Regions from separate parts of the Muntiacus reevesi genome. Here region 1 is linked to region 2. Evidence: chromatin contacts called from public Hi-C data. All regions are on one chromosome and are shown on one strand. Each heading gives the region's core, a stretch centred on a gene start, on an enhancer-like site or on the middle of the called end of the contact. The rest is flanking DNA. Distances are from core to core; before and after follow the strand shown.

The links. A called contact is a pair of places that touch in the nucleus more often than the background predicts.
Region 1: a Hi-C map of muscle shows a contact between it and region 2, with 6 times the contacts expected there. The contact joins the promoter of ELK4 here to the promoter of RBBP5 in region 2. A contact is called at or near these places in 2 of 3 Hi-C or Micro-C datasets (blood and muscle).

The regions. Positions count from the first base shown.
Region 1 is chr5:52,348,622-52,353,825 of mMunRee1.1, reverse strand. It overlaps ELK4 (ETS transcription factor ELK4), which reads left to right and starts at 3,518. Exons shown (of 5, transcript XM_065938248.1): 1 at 3,518-3,657.
Region 2 is chr5:51,877,926-51,882,876 of mMunRee1.1, reverse strand. RBBP5 (RB binding protein 5, histone lysine methyltransferase complex subunit) reads left to right here and starts at 2,839. Exons shown (of 14, transcript XM_065938234.1): 1 at 2,839-2,983. The coding sequence starts at 2,965.

The DNA.
Region 1 (5,204 bases), core at 2,269-4,768, 470 kb before region 2:
ATAGTTGTATGCAGCAAATTAAAGTTTTGCTTTCTGGAAACTTCTGGAATTTTTTTTCCCAGAAGGTTAGTTGAATTCATGAATGTGGAACCCCTAGACACAGAGGGCTGCCTGCGCTAACTTAGGGTAATGATGAGGTAGTGAAAAAGAAGAGAGGGATCAGGAAGTTGCCTTAAGAAGAAATGATCATAACTTACTGTTTCTTAGAAATGTAACTACATTAGGGGAACTGGAGTGGCAGGTCTGGGATAATTGGAAAAGTTAAAACACAGTCTAGGACATGTCAGGCAGAAACACATGTTTAAACACTGTATAAAATCTGCAAATTATATGTGAGATAGCCCTGAGTAGTTAAGAATGAGAATCCATCTATCTGGTGGGAAAATGACAAACAAGATAACAAAAAAGTACAGTCTTTTTGGTTGACCAACATAACCACCATGGAGTTTTCAAAAACAGAACCATCTGTTGTGTAGGGAACCATGGAGAGAGATTATGTATTTATAGAATCCTGCATGGGAAAAACAGGCATATTAATAAACTTAAAAAAAATTCATTACTCTGAAATCCATTTTTCTTCTAGTTTCTCTGCTGTCAGCATATACTGTGTTGAAACAAACAAACAAAATATCCAGTTAATTTAAAAGCAGACAGACTTGCTATGACTAATTTAAGAACTCCCAAAGTAGGCTCTTTTCCAAAAATACACAGCAATTGACAATACTGGCAGCTCAGTCTACAGGGTTATGACACAACTAAGACCCTGAGGCTGAATGTGAAGTTTACAGCTAGTTTGGGCACAGCAGGGTAGTCTGTAAAGGAGCTTCTACAGCCCTTAACTGTTCTTGGTATGGGGCTTTAAAATGAAATCTTCCCATAAACTAATGTTTCCAATGGGTGTACCTTAAATAGTCTTCCTTAATAATTTTTATTTTTCCCTCTTGATTTCTAAAATGGAAGTTGTTGTAAGGAAAAAACTTGTAGGGCCCAGGATCCCTAGTGTGTTTAAGGTGTTGCATGCTCCTTTTAAAACACATTTCTTAGTGGTCTCCTTAGCACAGTAGGCAGTATTTCAGTCTCACAAAACATATATTTCTTTTAATTTTTTATTGAAGTTTAGTTGGATTATAGTGTGGTGTTAATTACTGCTGTGCAGCAAAGTGACTCAGTACACATATATTTACATTCTTTTTCATAGTCCCAGACTCCCACCCCTAACCCTCTCCCACCTCCTCCCACCCCTTGGCAACCACCATTCTATTCTCTAAGTCTCTGATTTTGTTTGTTTCATAGATAGGTTCACTTGTAGACTACATTTCTTTACCAACTGCATTATCAGGGAAGCCCTGTACAACACATTTCTTTATGAAAATATGTGGTAAAATTATTTTTTAAAGCCTAACATCTTTAGGTGATGTTGCTTTTCCATGAATACCTTTGTGCATTATAATCACTCTGTATTATGGTGGAGGAGGTTGGAAATCAAAGTAAGTGATGATTCTCTTCCAAAAGGCTTCAAAGGGATAGTAGGATCACATTTCTTTCTTCCTTCTTTTTAAATCCATTTTATAATTTTTCTAGTAACTTTTTCTTCAACTAAGTTTCCATACTTATCTTCATAAAACTATTCATATTTTCTGATAGCTTTTTAAAATTAATTTTTATTGGAGTATACTTGATATACAATGTTGTTAGTTTGTACTGTACAGCGAAGTAGATCAGTTACACACATATCCACTCTTTTTAAGGGTTTCCCTGATAGTTCAGTTGGTAAAGAATCTGCCCACAATGCAGGAGACCCTGGTTTGATCCTGTGGGTTGGGAAGATCCCTTGGAGAAGGGAATGGTTACCCACTCCAGTATTTTGGTCTGGAGAATTCCATGTACTGTGTAAGTCCATGGGGTCACAAAGAGTCAGACAAGACTCAGCAACTTTCACTTCACCACTGTTTTTTAATCTTCTCCCATGTAGGTCATTCCAGAGTATTAGAGTTCCCTGAAAGGATCAAATTTCACTGAGTTCAATTAATTTTACCATGAGGAACTCCCTGGCAGTCCTGTGGTTAGGACTCCTGCTTTCACTGCCGTGGCCAGTGTTCAATCCTTGGTTGTGGAGTTAAGATCCTGCAAGCTTCTCTGTGCCGCCACAGAGAAATCAACTGTGGAGATAAGGATGCAAAAATAATGACATCAGGACTTTCATGGTGGTCCACGGGCTGAAACTCTGTACTCCCAATGCAGGGGGCCAGGATGCATCCTGGTCAGGGAACTAGATCCCACAGGCTGCAACTAAAGATTCTGTGTGCTAAGACCTGGCACAGCCCAATAAATGCATTTTTAAAAAATGGCATCATCATTTATTCACATTTTATCTTCTCAGCAGTGCTGCACATGATCTTCATTTTATACAAGGGGACTGAAGTTCAGAGAGGTGAAGAGACTCAAAGCTAGAAATTGGACACTGGACTGTTGTTGGTTTCCTGTTAAGTGGGATACACAGTATATTTCTTGGAGATTTTGTTCAGCAGTCTCTATATACCTTCTGCCTCTATACTGTTCAAGTAGTTCCTTAAGAATTGTATTTAATGAGCACCTATGGGCTAGACACTCCGCAAGGTGATTATACTTGGGTTCGTTTCCATTTTACATACGATGAAATTGTTTGGGGAGGTAAAGAAAGTGCTTGAAGACTGGCGAGCTCGTGAGAGGCAGAGCCACGGCTGGATTCCAAATCTCTGACTCCAACTCCAGAAGGAGCTTTCCCCACTTGACCAGGGTTTCCCTTTGTCAGCCCTGGGGCTAGAGAGCCACAAGGCTGACTGAACGTGTATCAGCTGTTCACAGCGCCCTAGGGCCTGGCATTTCCACGGGACAGCTGTGGCGGTTCCGACCTCTCTGTCCACCCTTCCAAGAAGGCAGGACGGGCGGCCTGGAGGGAGAAAGCTCTCACACTCAAGATTCGCGACGACACACGCGGCCACCTGGAAGCCACTCGGTGAGCGCCACCCCTTCCCTCGGGCGGGGCAGACACCGAGGCCCTCCGAAGTCCTGACCCAAGCGACAGCTCTGACGTGCGGGCTCGGACCGCGCGCCTCACGGAGCAGAAACCGCTAGCGGTCCGGCGGAGAAAGCAACGCGGGGAAGCCCAGGGGGCGGCTTCCCTCACGCCCGCACTCTTGACCCGGCACCCCACGGACGCAGTCGGCTGCGGCCGTCGCAGCGCCCCTCAGCGGTCAGCCCGGCCCTTCCCGCCCCCGGAAGTGACGCGCGGCGGCTGCGGCGGCTGCGGAGTCCGGGAGGGGCCCCGACGCAGCCCAGGGGGCTCGAGAGAGGCGGCGGCCGCGGAGCGACTGGCAAGCTCAGCCGCGGCGAGGAACGCCCAGAGCGCGCGCGCCCGGCGGGTAGCGGCCCTGACGACCCGCGCCGCCGCCGCGTGCGGGGGCGGGGAGGGCGGGGCGCGACGAGCCGCGGCGGCGGCGGCGGCGGGAGATGCGGGCGGCTGCGGGCACCCGGCGGGCTCGGCTCGGCCGCTGGCGCCTTCTCCGGCTCCGCCGCGAGGGTCGCAGCGGCTGCCGCGCCGTCCTCGAGTTCCCAGCGTGAGGAGAGGAGCGTCTTGTTGGAGGCGGAGACCCGGAGGGAGCCCCGCGCGCGGCCTCGGTGAGCGTCCGCGTCCGGGTCCCGCGGCCGCCGCCCCCGCCGGTGGGGCGCCGGGGCGGGGGGCTGGCTGCACCTCAGGAAGCGGGCGCGGGGCCGTGGCGCGCTCCCGGGGGGCCCGGCCCGGTCTGCCGGCTCAGTCAGCCCGGCCCGCAAGCGGGCCGGTGGGCGCGGGACATACCCGTCTCTCTCCCTTCGCCCCTTATTTGGTCCCGCGAGGCCCCTGGGACCAAGGGTGGCGGTGTTTTTTTATTCTTTTCTTTTTTCGCCGGGGTGGCGGAGGGGAGGGCCCGAGGGGAGCGTCTCTGGCTTTCTGTGGTGACAGGAAGTTGGAAAGTGAAAGCGCAGCGAGTCGGTGCTCACCCGGGCCCGGACTTTGATCTCCCCCGGGGCACGCGGTCTTCCGCGTTTCTTCCTGTCCCCACGCTCAAAACCCATCCGGCGTCGACTTTCAGTTCTTTTTCTACTTCTCTCCAGCCAACCCTCTCCCCTCGTTACTTTCCGGTTAGTACACAGCTGCCGTGAGGCTTCTTTCCTGAGAAGACCAGTTGGAAACATCTTTCGGGGGCTGAATGTTAACTGACCTGGGCAGGCAATAAGGGACCTTGTTGACCGAGGTAGTCAAGGGATACACAGTTGGCTCCCCACCCCCGCCCCAGGCTATTGCTATTTAAAGTTTAGGGCATTTAAAGAAGACTTCGGAGTTTAATCCCTCATCGGAACGGTTCACCCATCTCTGGTTGGTGAATAAGATCCTTCTTCCTCTCCTTTTGCCATCTTCCACTCACCGTCCCACTGCGTGGAAAACTTGGTGCTTCAGTATTTAAGACTGTCAGTGAAAAAAAACAAAGACTGTGATATTTTCTTTAAAATGTATTGTGATTCAATTTCCCCCTCAGTAACTCTCCTCTCTTTGATTTTATTTAAACGTTAAAACTGCCTAAGTGCAATCCATTTAGGGAAATGTTGTTTTAAAGTTTTATTGTAATAGTACACTTACAGTATTCTGTTGTATACAATACTGTATAGTTAGATACAGCAGGTTACTTTTTGACAGCTATAAAGATTTTTAACTCAAAATTCGCCTTAATACATTTTATAATTTGTATCTGTTTTACTTAAGCAGCACTCTGAATTTGGAGACATTTATTTTTTGGGTCTTAACTACTGTTTCTGAAAAATAGTTGGGCCATGGGTCACCACAGCAACTGGGCTGTGTGTATGATAAACATGTTTAGGGTGGGAAAGGTTCCATTTAGTAGAGACTTCCTTTCTCTAATGAGTTACTTCCAATATGCTCCTTCTTTCCTTTTCGCACAGGGATTAATCTACTGTCTTTTAAGTGCGAGTTAGTTAGTGTTAGTCGCTCAGTCCTGTCAGACTTTTGCGACCCCATGGACTGTGGCCCACCAAGCTCCTCTGCCCATGGAATTCTCCAAGCAAGAACACTGGAGTGGGTTGCCATTTCCTTCTCCATTTTAAGTGTTAGAATCAATTATGTTTTCCATATTTAACCCCTCAAAAATCAGATTCCTTCATTTGGAATGTTA
Region 2 (4,951 bases), core at 1,590-4,089:
GTTAAGACAGAAGCAAGGCAGAGACGCACCCCCAGAGAGAAAGGGTTTGGGCGTCTCCCCTAGTGAGGAGGGGCACGGCAAAGAGGCAGTTCAGCTGGGCCTTTGTCTTCCTTCTGGGCAATCATCTGCTTTCTCTTCCCACACCTGACCTACCTGGGACCCTCCCCTGGGTACACACGCACCCCTCAGCCAACATGGATCTCGAAGTGCAGGCTTTTGAGAGGAGCAAGGTTCATTATGGCCTGGCAGTATCTCTTGACTTTTGATCCACAAGGAGCCTTTCTGCAAAAGTATAGTGTCTCCCTTGTCCAAAAGGAGGGGGGAAGCGGAGATCCCTTAATTCTTTACTCTTAACAGGGTTTCACCCCTCTGGGTCCTTGTCATGACTGTTACCTTAAGGTATTTGTAAGAGACCAACACTGGCTCTTTACCCTGTTTCTGTTGTCACTTCCATTTCGGAGGGCAAACAGAAGGCTGCCTTAGCTGGAGCCCACCTATCTCTCAGCTCAAGAAATGCTAACAGTTTTAAGTACCCAGCCTGGAGCCCACTTCTTCATGCCCCATGAAATGTAAACAGGAGGCCAGCTGTACATGCCTAACCTGGAGCCCATCTACCTCCTACAGCAACACCAACCTACTGACCTCCTGTTACTCTCCATGTGCAGCATGTCCTCCCCCTTTGGTCAGTTCTGTCTGGTACCTCTCTCCTGAACGCATTGCCTTCTCTTTCCTCCACTGTGACTCTGAGTTAAGTAAGTCTTCCTCATTTCTACAAAATTATTACAGTAATCTCCTGACTACTCTCCACCCCTCTAATCAATCCCTACTCCACACTGTCCTTATTTTCTTTCTTAAACATCAATCTGATCAGATTATTCCTTGCCTAAAAATCCTACAAGATGAATACTCCATCCAAAAAATAGGTGAAGGATATGCACAGATCACCTCACAGAAGAGGAAAACACACATTTGTACATGTGAAAAACTGATGACCATCCTCATTAAGAAATAAATGTAACCATGACATTTTTTCACCTATCCCCAACTGACAGAGTTTCAGAGGACAGATTAATAATGAATGATTACAAGGGTGTGAGGAAATACTCCTACAATCATTGTTAATAGTAAAATATTTTATTTTAGATGACATTTTGGCAATGCTTTGGATATGTGAAGGAATGCAATTTGCCTGTTAAAAACCAAAATCCAACCCACTAAATTTGAAGATCTAACTGGCATTATTAAACTAGATGGGTAACATGCCATCTAGTAAACAGAAGGGCACTCCGGGAGAATGTACAAAACAAAGAAAGTGAAGTTGCTCAGTTGTGTCCTACTCTTTGCAACCCCATGGACTGTAGCCCATCAGGCTCCTCCACCCATGGGATTTTCCAGACAAGAGTACTGGAGTAGATTGCCATTTCAGAAGCTTCTTATAGGAAGAAGGGTGGGGAAAGGGAGCTATTAGCAGAAGAAAAGAAAGGATAATTTTTAGGCCAAGAAACCTTCTTTCAGGGAGGAAGGAAATGGCAGGGGTTTTATCATGCAGATTGCTCCTTCATGGGGAGTTTGGGGTGGAGGCTGGAGTGGAGAGGGCCCAGGAGAGAATTACCTGGTTGGTGTGGACCAGAAAACTTCAGATGAGCCGATAAAGACTACGTTTCTGGGGAAGGCTGAGAGAGCACTTAGGTCAGGTATTAGATCTAGATTCAGTTATCTGCGGCTTTAGTACAAGTGATGCCGTTTTGGGCCCATGGTTTTTTCTTTAACATGCCTAGTTTCTCTGGGCCTCAATTACTGCACTTGGTGAAATGGAGCCACCTGTTACCTTAACAGTCTCAAGGAAGTGAAATAATTTAGGGGAAAGTAGTAATAGTTAACATTTAGTAGGCATTTGCTGTTCTAAGTATTTTATATGTGTTAACTCACTTAATCTTCACAATAACCCTGTAAGCACCACCCCCATTTTACATATAACAAGACTGAGGCACAGAGGACAAAATACTGCCCAAAGGGTAAGTTAGTACTAAGAGTGAAGCTGGGATGACTCGTTTTAAATTTAGATAAGAGGATCTAGCTTCAGTCCTTTTTTTTTTTCCTTGCAGCCACTTATGCCCATCTTTGCTTTTTTTTTTTAATGATTGCCCACAGCACCCATAGTCAAAGCTCGTTTATATAGAATTTGCCCATTCGCTAATTACATCAACCGTTCTGTCGTTGCTTCGGGCATCTCATCACAGCCCCGCCTGGTTGAGCTCCAGGGAACGCAGTCACCTCTCATTCCCATTTACTTTCGGCGTCCTGGCGAACGCTGGGTATAGGGTAGATCCTTGGATAAACGCCACTGGACGTTTCCGTGGGATCGACACATACCTTTACAAACGTGAAATAACTTTCCCGGACTAAGACAGGTACCCGACAAGCAGCGTGCGCACGGGCTAAGTACCGCCCTGATCGCCGTGAGACCCACCGCAAGCTTTGGAACCGACCAGTCCCGCGGGCCCCTTTACTTCAGCGGCACCCAGCCGGAACCTTTCAGTCGCGGCCGAGGCACCCCGCCGGGGCGGCGGGCGGAGCACACAGCAAGGGTGGGTGAGTCGTCTAAGTCTGTGCCTGAACCATCTAACTCATTTACCTCGCGCCTCGCGGGGACAGCCCCAAACTCTGGCACGTGGGAAAAACCGAGTGACGACAGCATTTTCGTTCCTTAAAAAAATACCACAGTCAAGTGGTTCCGAGGGTGGTCCGTCTTCTTTTTGGTTAGGCATATTTGTGGACAGCCCGCCGGAAACGAAGGCGGAAGCGAGGGCAGGCGGCGGAAGCCGTGGGGTCCTCTGAGGCAGGGAGTCTCCGGGGCCTGCGCCGGCGCTCTGCGGCGCCCCCCACTCGGACGCGGGCTTCGCGGGCGGGCGCGGGCGCGGGTGTCGTCGCTGAGCCGAGGCCGGGCGGCCGGAGTCCTCAGGCATGAACCTCGAGTTGCTGGGTGAGGAGGGCTGTGGCTGCGTCCGGGGGAAGCTTCAGTCTTGGAAAGGAGGGGCCCAGGCGGAGGGGACGCGCCTGCAGCCTCAGGGACCCGGCTCTAGACGGATCTGTGGGCGCCTCGGTCTGGAGCGGCGACTGGGGCGGGAAGCCGGGCTTCTGCCAGAGCGGAATTTGTCGCTCTCTTCGGGCGTGCTTTGCAGTTCAGTTGTGGAACGACAGGGACAGGTAGTTTGCGAGTTACTTTCGAATACAGGGATCCCAGGTGCTGCAGGAGCCCAGAGCAGGACCAGAGTTACGCTGGGGCGGGAACCTAGGAAGTGAGGTGAGGCTCTGAGCACTTGTCAGGGTTTGGTGAAACATGGGTGCCTAAGGAGGGGAACTTGTGTGTTTTGTAGTAGTAGTGCCTCATTGAGTAAATGAAAAACTCAGAGGCTGCTGACCTGAAGGCACTAAGCAAGTAAATGGGACAGTTGGCGCTGGAATCCAGTTACCTTGACTTTATGTTACTTAACAGGGACGCTGTGTCAAACACTGAACAGTGAGCTGGAAGGCCGTTTTCTCTTGTCACACACTCTGATTCATTTCTTCCCCACCCTTTACCCAATCTCTTTATAAACTGTATGTCTTTCTGGGTTTTCATCAGGTAACGTTTAGCATCATAGCCTAAGGATGTCAGGTTTTCAAGAACTTCTAAGTGACTTAATATGTTTGTTTCTGTTTTTAAAAAAATTAAATTCAGAAGGTATGCTGACGCTCCTAAGGACTATAAGGCTTTTTAAGGAGTGGTTTTTGCTTTTAAGGGCTTCCCTGGTGGCTGAGCGGTAGAGAGAGAATCCGCCTGCAATGCAGAAAACTCAGGTTCGATCCCTGGGTAGGGGAGATCCCCTGGAGAAGGAAATGGCAACTCACTTCAGTATTCTTGCCTGGGAAATGCCAATCCATGGGATTACGAAAGAGTCAGACACGACTGGTCACTAAACAATAACAGCAAAGGGCTAAGAACATCTAAAAGAGGGAGTGAATCTCTTTGGGGCAGAGCAAGAAAGGTAATCCAGAAAGAAAAACAAAACCTGTGGAGGATTTGCAGTTTTGAGTGGATATCTAAGACTGGCAAAATGTTGAAAATATTGGGAGGAATGCTTCTTAGGAATATGTTTGCGCTAAGGTGTTAGCGAAATGAATCCTAAAGATACTTTCCTGCTTTGCCAGGTTGTGGATACTGTGAATAACGTGAGAAGGTGAAGAGAGAGGGTTGTTGCTGTCTGGTCTGTGGGGGCTCTTGAATGCCCAGCTGAGAAGTGTTGCTTTTTAAGGAAAGTAGAGCAGATGCGTTAAAAGGTTTTGACCTGTTAGGTAACTCAGTCAGAGCTATGATTTTTTTAAAGAAAGGTTTATCTGACAACAGTGTGGGGTGGGGTCTTGGAAGTTGTGAAACCAGCTTGGAGGGCTAGGGTAGATGAGGGATACAGAAGATCTGAACTAGAAAATGGGAAGAAAAGACATAGAGAATGTAGAGTTGACAGTTTGAAAATTGATTGCTTATCGTGGTGCTGGTGGTGGTGCTGGTGGTGAGGAAGAGAGGGGAGTGAAAAATGATGGGACTCGATCGTGGTGCTATTCATAAACATTTAAAGAACATCTGAAAAAGACAATTAACACTGGGTATGTCAAGTGTTGACCTGGGATTTAGGAGAGAGGTTTGTATTTATGAGAGATTTATAATACTCCTACAGGTAAGCTAATCAAAACCTTGTGGGTAGATGATAAGACCCAGGGAGAAAGTGGGAGGCGAAGAAAAGGAAACCTCTGAGGATGGAATCTTGGATAGTAATCGCTCTCTCAAGGGTAAGAGGAGAAATGAGTGATAACATACCAGCTAACGGTTACATGCTGCTTACTGTGAGCTAGGCCTGATTTCAAGTGCTTTTCATAAATGTATTCATTAGAGGTGAAAGAGCATACAGGTTAG